Regions from separate parts of the Mus musculus genome. Here regions 2 and 3 are each linked to region 1. Evidence: chromatin contacts called from public HiChIP or PLAC-seq and promoter capture Hi-C data. All regions are on one chromosome and are shown on one strand. Each heading gives the region's core, a stretch centred on a gene start, on an enhancer-like site or on the middle of the called end of the contact. The rest is flanking DNA. Distances are from core to core; before and after follow the strand shown. Region 1 holds the start of Trp53i11 (transformation related protein 53 inducible protein 11). Region 2 overlaps Syt13 (synaptotagmin XIII). Region 3 holds the start of 4631405J19Rik (RIKEN cDNA 4631405J19 gene).

The links. HiChIP or PLAC-seq counts read pairs in DNA pulled down with a chosen protein or histone mark. Capture Hi-C pulls out chosen DNA fragments and counts their contacts.
Region 2: a contact with region 1 is called in an H3K4me3 HiChIP or PLAC-seq map of the SCID.adh cell line, with 14 read pairs. The contact joins the enhancer-like site here to the promoter of Trp53i11 in region 1. A contact is called at or near these places in 4 of 39 promoter capture datasets (cranial neural crest, frontonasal cranial neural crest, hippocampal neurons and 1 more), 1 of 15 datasets of contacts at CTCF or cohesin (thymocytes), 4 of 484 Hi-C or Micro-C datasets (double positive thymocytes and embryonic stem cells), 14 of 115 datasets of contacts at active chromatin or transcription factors (the SCID.adh cell line, craniofacial prominence, embryonic basal ganglia and 9 more) and 2 of 9 other capture datasets (adipose tissue and pancreatic islet).
Region 3: a promoter capture Hi-C map of pancreatic islet shows a contact between it and region 1. The contact joins the promoter of 4631405J19Rik here to the promoter of Trp53i11 in region 1. A contact is called at or near these places in 1 of 39 promoter capture datasets (hippocampal neurons), 1 of 484 Hi-C or Micro-C datasets (embryonic stem cells), 10 of 115 datasets of contacts at active chromatin or transcription factors (double positive thymocytes, embryonic basal ganglia, embryonic forebrain and 6 more) and 3 of 9 other capture datasets (embryonic stem cells, liver and pancreatic islet).

The regions. Positions count from the first base shown.
Region 1 is chr2:93,185,793-93,189,179 of GRCm38.p6, reverse strand. It overlaps Trp53i11 (transformation related protein 53 inducible protein 11), which reads right to left and starts at 1,632. Exons shown (of 8, transcript NM_001025246.2): 1 at 1,433-1,632.
Region 2 is chr2:92,932,664-92,936,050 of GRCm38.p6, reverse strand. The region is part of intron 1 of Syt13 (synaptotagmin XIII); the gene reads right to left. Among named protein-coding and RNA genes, the nearest start is that of Gm13791, 14 kb to the right of the region's middle. Within about 2 kb of position 1,575, at least 45 of the 459 cell types and tissues checked have an H3K27ac peak or open chromatin away from gene starts, as enhancers often do. A contact at or near this core is called in the SCID.adh cell line, embryonic stem cells, forebrain and 1 more, where this site is marked.
Region 3 is chr2:93,027,578-93,030,964 of GRCm38.p6, reverse strand. 4631405J19Rik (RIKEN cDNA 4631405J19 gene) reads right to left here and starts at 1,617. Exons shown (of 6, transcript NR_110333.1): 1 at 1,318-1,617; 2 at 791-827; 3 at 406-567; 4 at 10-89. All of the region lies in intron 1 of Prdm11 (PR domain containing 11), which reads left to right.

The DNA.
Region 1 (3,387 bases), core at 383-2,882:
ACACGAAGGCCAGAGGGGACTCTAGGAGAGCGCTCTGTCTGTACGAAGGTGACAACAGAAACCCGAAGTATATTCTGACTTTCCAAAGATCCTACAGGAAAATAGTATTTTTTTTAGCCTCGGACTGAGCCAGAGGCTGCCACTAAGGGGCGGGTGGTGTTCTTCCGGATTCTTCCAGGAGCCCACCAATCCCGCCGGCGGCAGGTGGCGGCCTTTCTCCAGGAGCCTCCAGACGGGAGACACAGCTGGGTGGGTGTCCCTGCAACCCAGGGACTTCTACACTCTCTCCAGGCCCCATCCAGAAAGTTTTTCTAAAAGAAACGAAACAGGAAGTCCGTGCTGGGGGACTTTGAGGAGGCCTTGGCCGTGTGCTTGTAAAGCTTTGGGTCAAAGTGGGAGTGGGTCCTGGGCCTATCCCTGCTCCTCCACCTCACAGGCAGGAGGAGAAGCCCGCTCCATCCAGGATGCAAGAAGGCGACGAAAGGGGAGCCGAAGCGAGCGGCTGGCCTCGCTGTGCCCCGAGGATGGTGCGCGTAATATTTTCTGCGCACTACACGGGACCCCAATCCATCCTGCGCCAGGCAATGGCGCTACACTTTACAGCTGTCTGCGCGGTTTGGGAGAGAGAGTCGCCCGGGTCCACCTGCAATACCCTCCTGACACCACCACCCCCGACTGGGGTCAGGCCCAAACACTTTTCTGCCCGCTCCTCTCCAGCAGGGACTCAGGAGTGTCGCCGGCTTTGCCCCTTCCCCCTCTGATCTATCTTCATCTCCGCGCCGAGGACACTCCCCCACTTTGTGAAGCGAGAGTCCGCGACTCCTCCAGTCCCCGGCACCCACACAAAAGGTCCGGCCAGACCACTGGACAGCGGGAACCCCTCCACCTTCTCCGCCCGCGTACCCGTGGGGGCGAGGACCCGGAAACTCGCAAGTTTACACCGCGCAATCCTCCCGCCGGGAAACAAAGGCGGGAGGAGGGGGGGCGGTGGCGAGAAAGGGGGAGGGGACCGAGAACCAAGCGCTGAAGACAGAGACCCCGGGATAAAAGAAACTGCTTTACTCTCCGCTCTCACTAGCTCCGAATCAAAGAGATAAAGCCCTGGAGGAGGCCGAGAGCGAAATAAACAGCCCCTGGGGAAGGAGGTGGCGGAGAAGAGAGCTGGGGGAGAAAGGGAAACCGAGTCAGTGCAAGGGGACAAACGAAAAGGACAGAGGACAGTGCCAGTAGGAGCTCAGCGGGGGTCTCGGGCGCCCGCCGCCCCGCAAGTGCCAAGCTGTCCTGGCGCCCGGCTGTCGTTCGCAGGGTGCTCGATGCCCCCAGCGGTCCCTAAGGCCCCCCGGCGTCCCCGGGCTGCGCTGCGCAGGCAGCGGCCAGCGCGGTGGCAACGGCGGTGAAGTGTGAGGCTAGCGGCTGCCGGCAGCAGACTTACGTTCCTGGCGCGCGGGGTGCTGCGCTCGCGGAGCTGGCGTGCCCTGCGGACGCTCCGGCCCGGGGAGTCTCACATCGCGGCGCCGCGCTAGGCAGGCAGGGCAGGGCAGGGCAGGGCAAGCTGGACTCCTGGCGCTGCTGGGCTCGCCCGAGTCTGGCGGCCCGCACTGGTCCCTCCTCTAGTGCCGCGCACAAGCCAATGGCGCGCCGTCCCCTCCCACGCGCTGGGCTGCCTCGCCCCCGAGGTGGCCGGGGCGGGCACAGAGGGGTTGGGGGGGAGACCCAGAGCTGAAACGGAGGGCCTACCGGGAGCCGCCTGCGGAGGGCGCACCCTCGCTTGGCTAGGGGGATCCCCGGACGGGGACAACCTGCCGCTGTGCCACCCAGGACTTTCTCGGAAGTTCTGAAGACAGCGCCCCTTTCTCCCGGACTGCAAACATACCCCTACGGGTTTATGAAACATCCATTCTCAGGCCTAGGCCGGTGTCTAGGGTGGAAGGAAGGCACCTGCTATGACTGTTAGGGTCCCCCACGGGTGAAACAACACGGTTAAAAGCAATTTACAATTCATCGTTTGCTAAACCACTTTCAAAAATAAAACCTTAGCGTTCCCAGCAGTCCAATAGGACTAGTCCCAGTTCACAAAACTTCGAGTCATTAATACATAGCCAAGGCCTTAAGATAATTGGTGAATGAGTGTTCTGTCACCCAGGTCACCCATCTCCCCAGTTTGGTGTGAATCCCAAATGACAAGAACTCTTACCCGCTGAGACTTCTACTGCAGTTGCTGTGCTATGTGCTGCGTGTGGCAAGGTTGGATCTTATCTGTGGCTTCAGAGTATTTGTTGGTGGAAGCAAACAGCTCATGCCAAGAGAGAGTCCCAGGTGAGTCTTGAGAAGTCTCTCAAACTAAAAAGACCAGCACCTACAACCTGTCCCATGCCTGGCTCTGGACTCCCTGAGAAACCCTTTATAGCAGTTGATTTTTGCCCAGGGCCCTGCTTCCTGCTGAAAGAAACCTCTGGATCTTGTCTTCTGGACTGATATAGTAAAGGCTTGAGGGAGGGTGGGGACTGAGAGAAGCAAGGTTGAAGGTAAAGAACTGGGGCAGAGATGGAGAGTAGCTGCCCCTCACTATAACTCAACTAGGTGTGCCTCTGGCTCCAGAGTTAAGTTTTGCTTTTCTGCTCCAGGCTACAGAACTAGAATACCTGGGTTCAAATCCTGGCTCTGTTGTTTAGCTTAGCCCTAGGCAAGCAAGTTTCCTAACCTCTCCAAGTCTTGCCTCCTTACCTACAAAGGGGTGTGACCTTATAGCAGGAAGTACCTTGTGGCTGTTGCTGAGATTCCAGTTACAGCTGCAGGCCATGTTAACCAAACCTGATCATGTGTGAGGTGCTAACATACCAGGTAGGCTCCATGGCCCTCCCAGTGGCTGGGGCTGGACAGGAGGGGCTGTGCCCTTTGCAAGGAAGTAAACAGAAGAGTGTCTGGTGCATAGCAAGTCAGCTCTCAGTGGCTGTTAGCCTCCTGATTACCAAGGCAACTAAACTCCCTTCCCACAGTGCCACCCGCTTTTGCTGAACACCTGGCTAGTGATGACCAGTAATGAATGAATCACTCAGCCGTCATGTCTGTAGCTCTGGATCAGGCCTGCCTGGAGGTGTGTGGAGTGAAGTGCACATCCAAGCCACCTGTCCCTGACCAGGAGCTTCATTGTGGCTTGCTTCAGAGTCTCACCTCAGGACAGTGATGGGATAATGGATTCTTTGTTGCACTATTGGCATGCAGGGCTCTGGGCTGTGTCACTGGAACAGTGTCATCCCTGAGCACCTCCCAGCTTAGAAACACCTCCCAGTGTTCTACCAGAAGCAGGACCTGAAGGCAGAATTCCAGAAGCAGTGCCTAATGGCAATGGCCCAAGGTTTCTCAAAGAAGAGGCTATGTTAGAAGTAA
Region 2 (3,387 bases), core at 326-2,825, 250 kb after region 1:
AAGCCAACCAGGCCTATATAGTAAGATCCTTCTGCAAACAACATCTATAAAAAAATAATTTATTTTATTTTATTTTATCTTATTTTATTTTATTTTGGAAAAAGCTTGTGAAAAGCCAATAGCTCTGGGGAGAACTTGCCTCTGTGCAGGGAGCCTAACTGAATTTCGGTTTTTCCTTTTCTTTGTTTTCCCCAAGTCTTTAGAACTTGGGGGATGAAGGTGACTCCTGCAGCCCCAGCAGTCACTCTGGGGCTAAGTGGAGGCTGCTGCTCGCCTTGTGCCCTTCCTCCCAGCCTCACCCCACCTTCCTGGCTCAGGCTTCCTTGGGCTCTGTCTACATCAGCTCTTGCAGGCTGACAGATGGCTTGGGGGCAGGGCAGGAGGACCTGGACTTCATCTAATGAGCAAATATTGATGGAGCCTCACCTCAGGCCAGGCCTCACCTGAGCGTGAAGGCTCCAGGAGGGAAGAGACAGATGCCCTCCCAAGTGAGGTTTATGTTGGGAAAGCAGAAGTTAATTACAGAGCTAGCGGTCTGTGAAGACTCAGCTGACCTGAGGTTTCTTTGACCCTGGTTATTAATTTGATGTTTTGTGCTGGGACATCCTTCTTAAAGTAACGGATGTTTCAGGGAGCTGGAGAGATGGCTTAGACAGGAAAGGGTTAGTACGCAAGCATGAGAACCTGAGTTCAGATTCCCAGTGCCCACATAAATAGCAGGGTATGATGGCACACACTGGTGACCCTGGCATCCAGGGGGTGGAGACACAGATTCTCTGAGCTCAGTAGCTAGATGGTTTATTTACATCAGTGGACTCCAAACTCAGAGAAGCCTTGACTGAAAAATAAGAAGGGAGGCACCCAAGGTTGATCTCTGGCCTCCACATTCACATGTACACAGTTACACACACACACACACACACACACACACACACACACACACACACACACACACACACGCACACGTGCACATGCACGTGTGAATACACAAAAGTGCACACATATAATCACCATCTCCCCAGGGGAAGACTACCTTCTACAGGCTAAGTTTGCAGTTCAGATTGGCCTGACTTTCTTTGGAACCTAATTTTGCCATGGAAAACTGTGTGCTCTATAACAAACAGCTTCCTCCGCACCACGGAGAACAGTGGGGGTTTCCTTTCAATCTAGGCTAAACTCTAGAATTTTATCCTGATGTCCTCTACTGCCCCACACAGCCTTCCGTCCAAGGGTGGGGGATGGGGAGCAGGCATATTGGAGGAGCTAGCTGGCAGACATCATTCACAGAGAGAGCCAGACAACCCAGATTCCAGGCCCGGGCCTCAGGTGGATTCTGCATGTCTAAGAAGCCTCCCGTGGTGCTACTGGTGTGACTGGTACCTGCATCATTCTTGGGCCCATCCCAGGTTGACAGAGACCCCAGAGACACAAGTATGGTAGATCAGCTTGGCTGCTCAGGGGCGAGTCCACAGGGTCCCAGTAAAAAAAAAGGTGTGTATTCCAAACTGCTGAGCTGAGCTTCATTTTAAAGAAACAGCTGGTCTTCCGGTCCTGGCGCCAAGCAGCGTTTCCATGGCAATCCTGCAGCCTGCACCACCTCCTCTCCTGTGTATTCCAAGCCTGTGTCCCAAATCCCCTTCTATCGGGACTCACCTCTTCCTACTCTGTTTTCCCTTGGAGGTTATTTTTAAACCTAAAAAGGCTAGTTTTGAGGACTGGGGATGTGGCTCAGTAGGTAGAGTTTTGTCTAATATTTACAAAGCCCCGGGTTCAACCCTCAACACTCCATAAACCAGAGATGGCACACACCTGTGATCCTAACACTTGGGAGGTGGAGATAGGAGGATCAGGAGTTCAAGGCTATATCCTTGGCTATATAGTATGTCTAAGGGCAGTCTAGACTCTAGACACACACACACACACACACACACACACACACACACACACATATATATATATACACACACACACACTTGTGTGTGTGTGAAAATTGTATGGCTCACGACTTTGATCCTAGCACTCAGGAGACAGAGGCAGGTGGATCTCTATGAATTTGAAGCCAGCCTGGTCTACAAAGTGAATTCCAGGACAGCCAGGGCTGTTATACTAAAAAAACCCTGTCTCAAAAAGACAATAATTAAAGAAACAAGCAAACATGAATGAATAAATAAATCAATAAATAAATAAATAATTCTGTGTATCAATCAGATGTCATTCATAGGTCTATATATTGCACCAGAAGGATGTGTTTAAAGCTTACTACCTCATGAGGAAAGTGTCTATATTCTGCCTGCTTTTCAGAAGAGGAAACAGAGGCACAGAGGAGTAAGTCTGAAGTCATGTGATTAATGAGATACCAAGTTAGGGTTTGGATCCAGGCATGTGACTATAGAGTCTGTAGGCTAGCCTGTGCTTCTTTGCTGGCAGTGGATTTCCCAAGGCTGTGGGAAGGTGTAAGGAAAGATGTGGGAAGAGGCTTGAGGAGAGAACGTTCCATCTCTGTGTTTCTAGGCGGTACCTTCACTCATTCATCTGGTCAGACATCATTCACCATCAAGGGCATGTTCTGTGAACGAAGCCATGGCAGCCTCTGGTCTTTACCCTCACACACGGTCTGCACGCATGCGGAGGGGAGAGAGGTGTGTGGGTCTATTAAGTTAAGCCAGCTAGCTGAGGGAGATCACTGTCCCCAGTGGAAGCTGACCTCCTACAGGCTAAATCTGTAGTCAGAATGGCCTTACTCCTCTTGGAACTTAATTTGGCCAGAGAAGACTACGTGCTTTGTAACAGCATCCTCTGCCCACCCCCTCTACCCCTCACCCTCCACCCCCCAGGTCAGTGGCTAAGCAATTCGAAAGCAGATTTTTTTTCCCAGTCTGAGGAAGATCTCTGCTTCTCTCATTTAAACTCAGGCTTGCAGCCTTTCCCACCCCATGTCTGTCTGTGTCCTCCCTACACTGCCCATGCAAATTCCCGAGCTTTCTAAGTCTCTGTAGAGGAAATTATGTGAGATTGATACATAGTTACAGATGTTATAAGGGAAACTGCTATGCTGAGCCTAATAAAAACCCAGCTAGAATGGGTGGCTGGAATCGCACAGATTTTGTGGCTTGAATCACACAGCATCCAGAGAAGGCAGTGTAGAGAGGGGAGCCATGCAAGAAGATGCTCAGAGACCCTGACTTTGGACTGAGCACCCCAAAGCATAATCGGCAGCTTGACAGGCAGAGACATTAGAAAGGAGCATTCTGGGACAAAGCAGTGGCTGAACATTTTCATCCAAAGAGCAGTGAGTCTGTAGGTGATTGACAGTAAGGCACCAGAGGATGAGGTGGGCTAGACCCAGCCATTCAGAAAAGAGATAGAACAGAGCTGAGCATGGACTTG
Region 3 (3,387 bases), core at 368-2,867, 160 kb after region 1:
GTAACTTACCTGACTCACTCGCCTTCAGATGAACCCCTCCTTCAGTGGCTCCTGTGTTCCTCATGGGTCCCACAAATAGAAACAGCTGCCTAGATGAGAGCTATACCCAGGGTCTCTACTGGGTCTGGTTAGTTCTATGAGTGACACAGCCACATAGGCCCCTGTATGCAGGGAATCCTTCATTCCCTCAGCCACGTTTACTCTGCACAAATAGCCCAATAGCAGGATCTCTACAATGGTATTCACACTTGCTCTGTGGCCTTTTGTAAGCCCCACTCCCTGGGTCAGTAAGGGATCTCCCCCCACCTTGCCAGTGGATAGAACATGGAGGGCTTGCTGTTGGGTCTGAGACTGGAAAACACATAGTAGGTATGAGGGCTGCCAGTGTCCCCTTGTCACACTCACCTGAGGGCTGGAGATCAAGGGGTCTGGGTTCAGATCCTGCTTCGTCGCATCCCTGTAGTTGCCCAAGTATCCTCTCGGAGCTGACTCTCCCTCACCTGTGAACTCGGAGGGCAGCAGAATGGGCAGCTCACTGGAACCCAGGCATGTCTGCTTGCTGGAGGTCTGCTGCCAGGGAGGGAACAAGGAGGGACTTAGGAAAGCTCTAGAGCCCGTGCCAACAGCCCAGGAAGCAGAGGCCAGAAATAGAAGAGCCCGGAGACAGGGGCTCCAGATGGCCAGGCTGCCCTCTGCCAACCCCAGAGGCCAACCCAAGCCCATGTACAGTCCTCTCTCCAGGGGCTGGTCACAGCATAAATTACTCCTTGGCAGGGCAGACTAATTTTACCTTCGTGGTTTTCATGATTCATTTCCCATTCGGGGACCTGTGAGAGAAATGGAAAGGACTCTGCTAGTTGGGTGCTAGCATGCTGTGTCCGTGTGGGGTTCCCCTGGGCTGTCATGATTTGGTATAAATGGTGCAGTGGATCCCAGGGCTGGAATCCATCAGGGTTTTGTTTGTTTGTTTGTTTGTTTGTTTGTTTACCATAGCTTATGTTGGCTTCTGTGGTAGAGTAAGGAGGTTGATGGGAAGGTGTTTGTCACTTGCTGGTCCAGTGCTGTGAGTTTTTGGATGCGCCCCCCCCACCCCATCCCACCCCTACATTGTAGTCACAGAAAGCCAGAGCAAGCAGGTAATGAAGGAAATGAAGCCCAGTCGCCTCATTGTTCAGACAGGGAGAGTGGGGCTCAGCGCCTAAGTGGAAGAGGTCCCAGGCTCACAGCAGCACAGCCCGACTTGTCTCATTTTATAAAGGGACAATGGGAGGCTTCTCTAGTTCTGATCACAGCAGGGCGTGTCCCTCTGCCACTTGCCTTCCCCGATTCTACTTGAGCTGCTCCTTGCAGGGACCTGGCTGCCTGTGCTCTCATTTCCGGCCTCCTGTACCTCTGGGAGCACAAGATGTCATCCACTTGAGCTCCGAGTCTGCGGGGCTCAGGGTAGGGAGCAGTCCAGAGGAAGTCGAGCTGGCAGCTGGATGCATCCCAGGTCCTCAGTCTGCCATACAGGTCACCAGCTCGGAGGCCACCACAGGAAACTCAGAGGCTGGCTGCCTGGCTGCCTGCCTTCAGAGCTGGGGAGGCTGGCTCATCTGAGCAGGGCTCCCACTTGCGTCCAGCACACCGCCACTGTGTGGAGCCACCTGCGCAATGTGACCAGCCTGTCTGACTGTAGAGAGCAGACACCCCAGGCTTTCCTGAGGGTTCTTCTGTTTCTTTAAAACCGGCAGAAAGAAAAGTTGAGATAGCAACAGCTGCCAGTGTGCCACCTACATATACTTCCTTCCTTCCTGTTGCCTCAGGGTGGAGCAGGTTCGACAGTGATTTTCTTGTGGGATCCTCTCAGGAAGACCTGTCCTGGACAGAATCCCTTCCTCTCTTAGTTGCAGTTCATCACCTGTCCTACAGGGGTGCCACCTGAGAATAGTAGCAGGAGGGTAGGCTTTGTGCTGGTAAGATTGCATATGGCTGCTGTGCAGCTTTGGTCAAGCCACTTAACCTCTCTGAACTTCCATCTGAAAAGCGAAGGAAAACTGTTTGCAAGGTCGTGGACTTTATGGAATCACCACCTGCCAGAAACTCAGCCGTCACGCAAAAATGGAATGCATGTGGCTGAGCTCGAGGTCCAAGAGGATCCTGAGAGCTTCAGGCAGCATTGGCTCCAGGGGCTCGTACAGTGTCTTCAGGACACCGTCCAGCCTTCTCTGCTTTCTTCTGTACTGGCTCTCCTCACAGGCAGCCACTGGGGTGGGGTTGTGGGTGGGGGTGAGGCACAAGCCTGGCAGCAGGCACAGCTGTTCTGCATCCTTTTCTCTTCGCAGTGGTCTCCTGGGACACTCCACCCCTTCATCCATTGGCTGGGTCTCCTACCTGTCCACCCTGAGGCAATAGGAAGGAAGGTGCACTAATCACTGAGGACTGCTGATCCAGGCTCTGACTGGTTGGTCTTCACAATCACACACCTAAGTGTCCCCAAGACACCAGACAGTCGGTGCCAGAAAAAATAAGGGTCAGTAAGGCATTCCCATAGGCATAGCTGCTGACCCATGAGGACAGGAACCCTGTTCTCTGGATTCCCAGCAGGTAGGACAGTGCTGGCATGCAGAACTGCAGGAGGACAGGCCACAAGGGAGGGAATGGGTGCCCTCCACTGGGTTTAGAAGACACCCCACTCTGCCAGGGCATTGTCACATTAGAGCGTCCCCCCTCCCACCTCCTTCCTGGAGGCCCGTGAGGAAGGTCACCTTCCTGGCAGTGTCACTGCTCTGCAGAGCCTCTTCCTTCTGAGCTTGTCAGCTCCACCAGTGCAGTCCCACAACCGCAGTCTGTCCCACAGGTGTGACAAGCAGACATTACGAGTGGTAGTGCCCGTGTCACCATACATACGCAGGTTTATTAGCCGACATCATCCCCCTTGGTCTCCTTCATCTGTAAGCTTCAGTAGCTCCCCACGCTGCTTGTCCTTTTGAAGCAGAGCTCCTGCCCTGTCACCCATAGGAAGGGAACAGTGAGGAGTGAGATCATGTGTAGAGTAGGTGCTTGCGAAAGGGCAGGGCCAAGCCAGGATCTCTGCCAACTCATGGATCTGTACGTGAGCCCTTCCACCTTCATGGAAAAACTGCTTACTCTGGTGTTTATACATGACTACCACACACACACACACACACACACACACACACACACAAGAGTCATAGAAGAATCCCAGGACCATAGTGTCTGTACTAGAGTACAAAGGATCAGAACAACTTTATTGCCAGCAGCTCCGCGCACAGTAGGCTCCCCCTGCATGGCAGATAACTGCATTGGCAGGACAGGTAGATCACCCTGCCCTCAAATCACAGGGAAGAATGTGATGAGCATACAGTGGGTCGCTGCGTAGGGGAA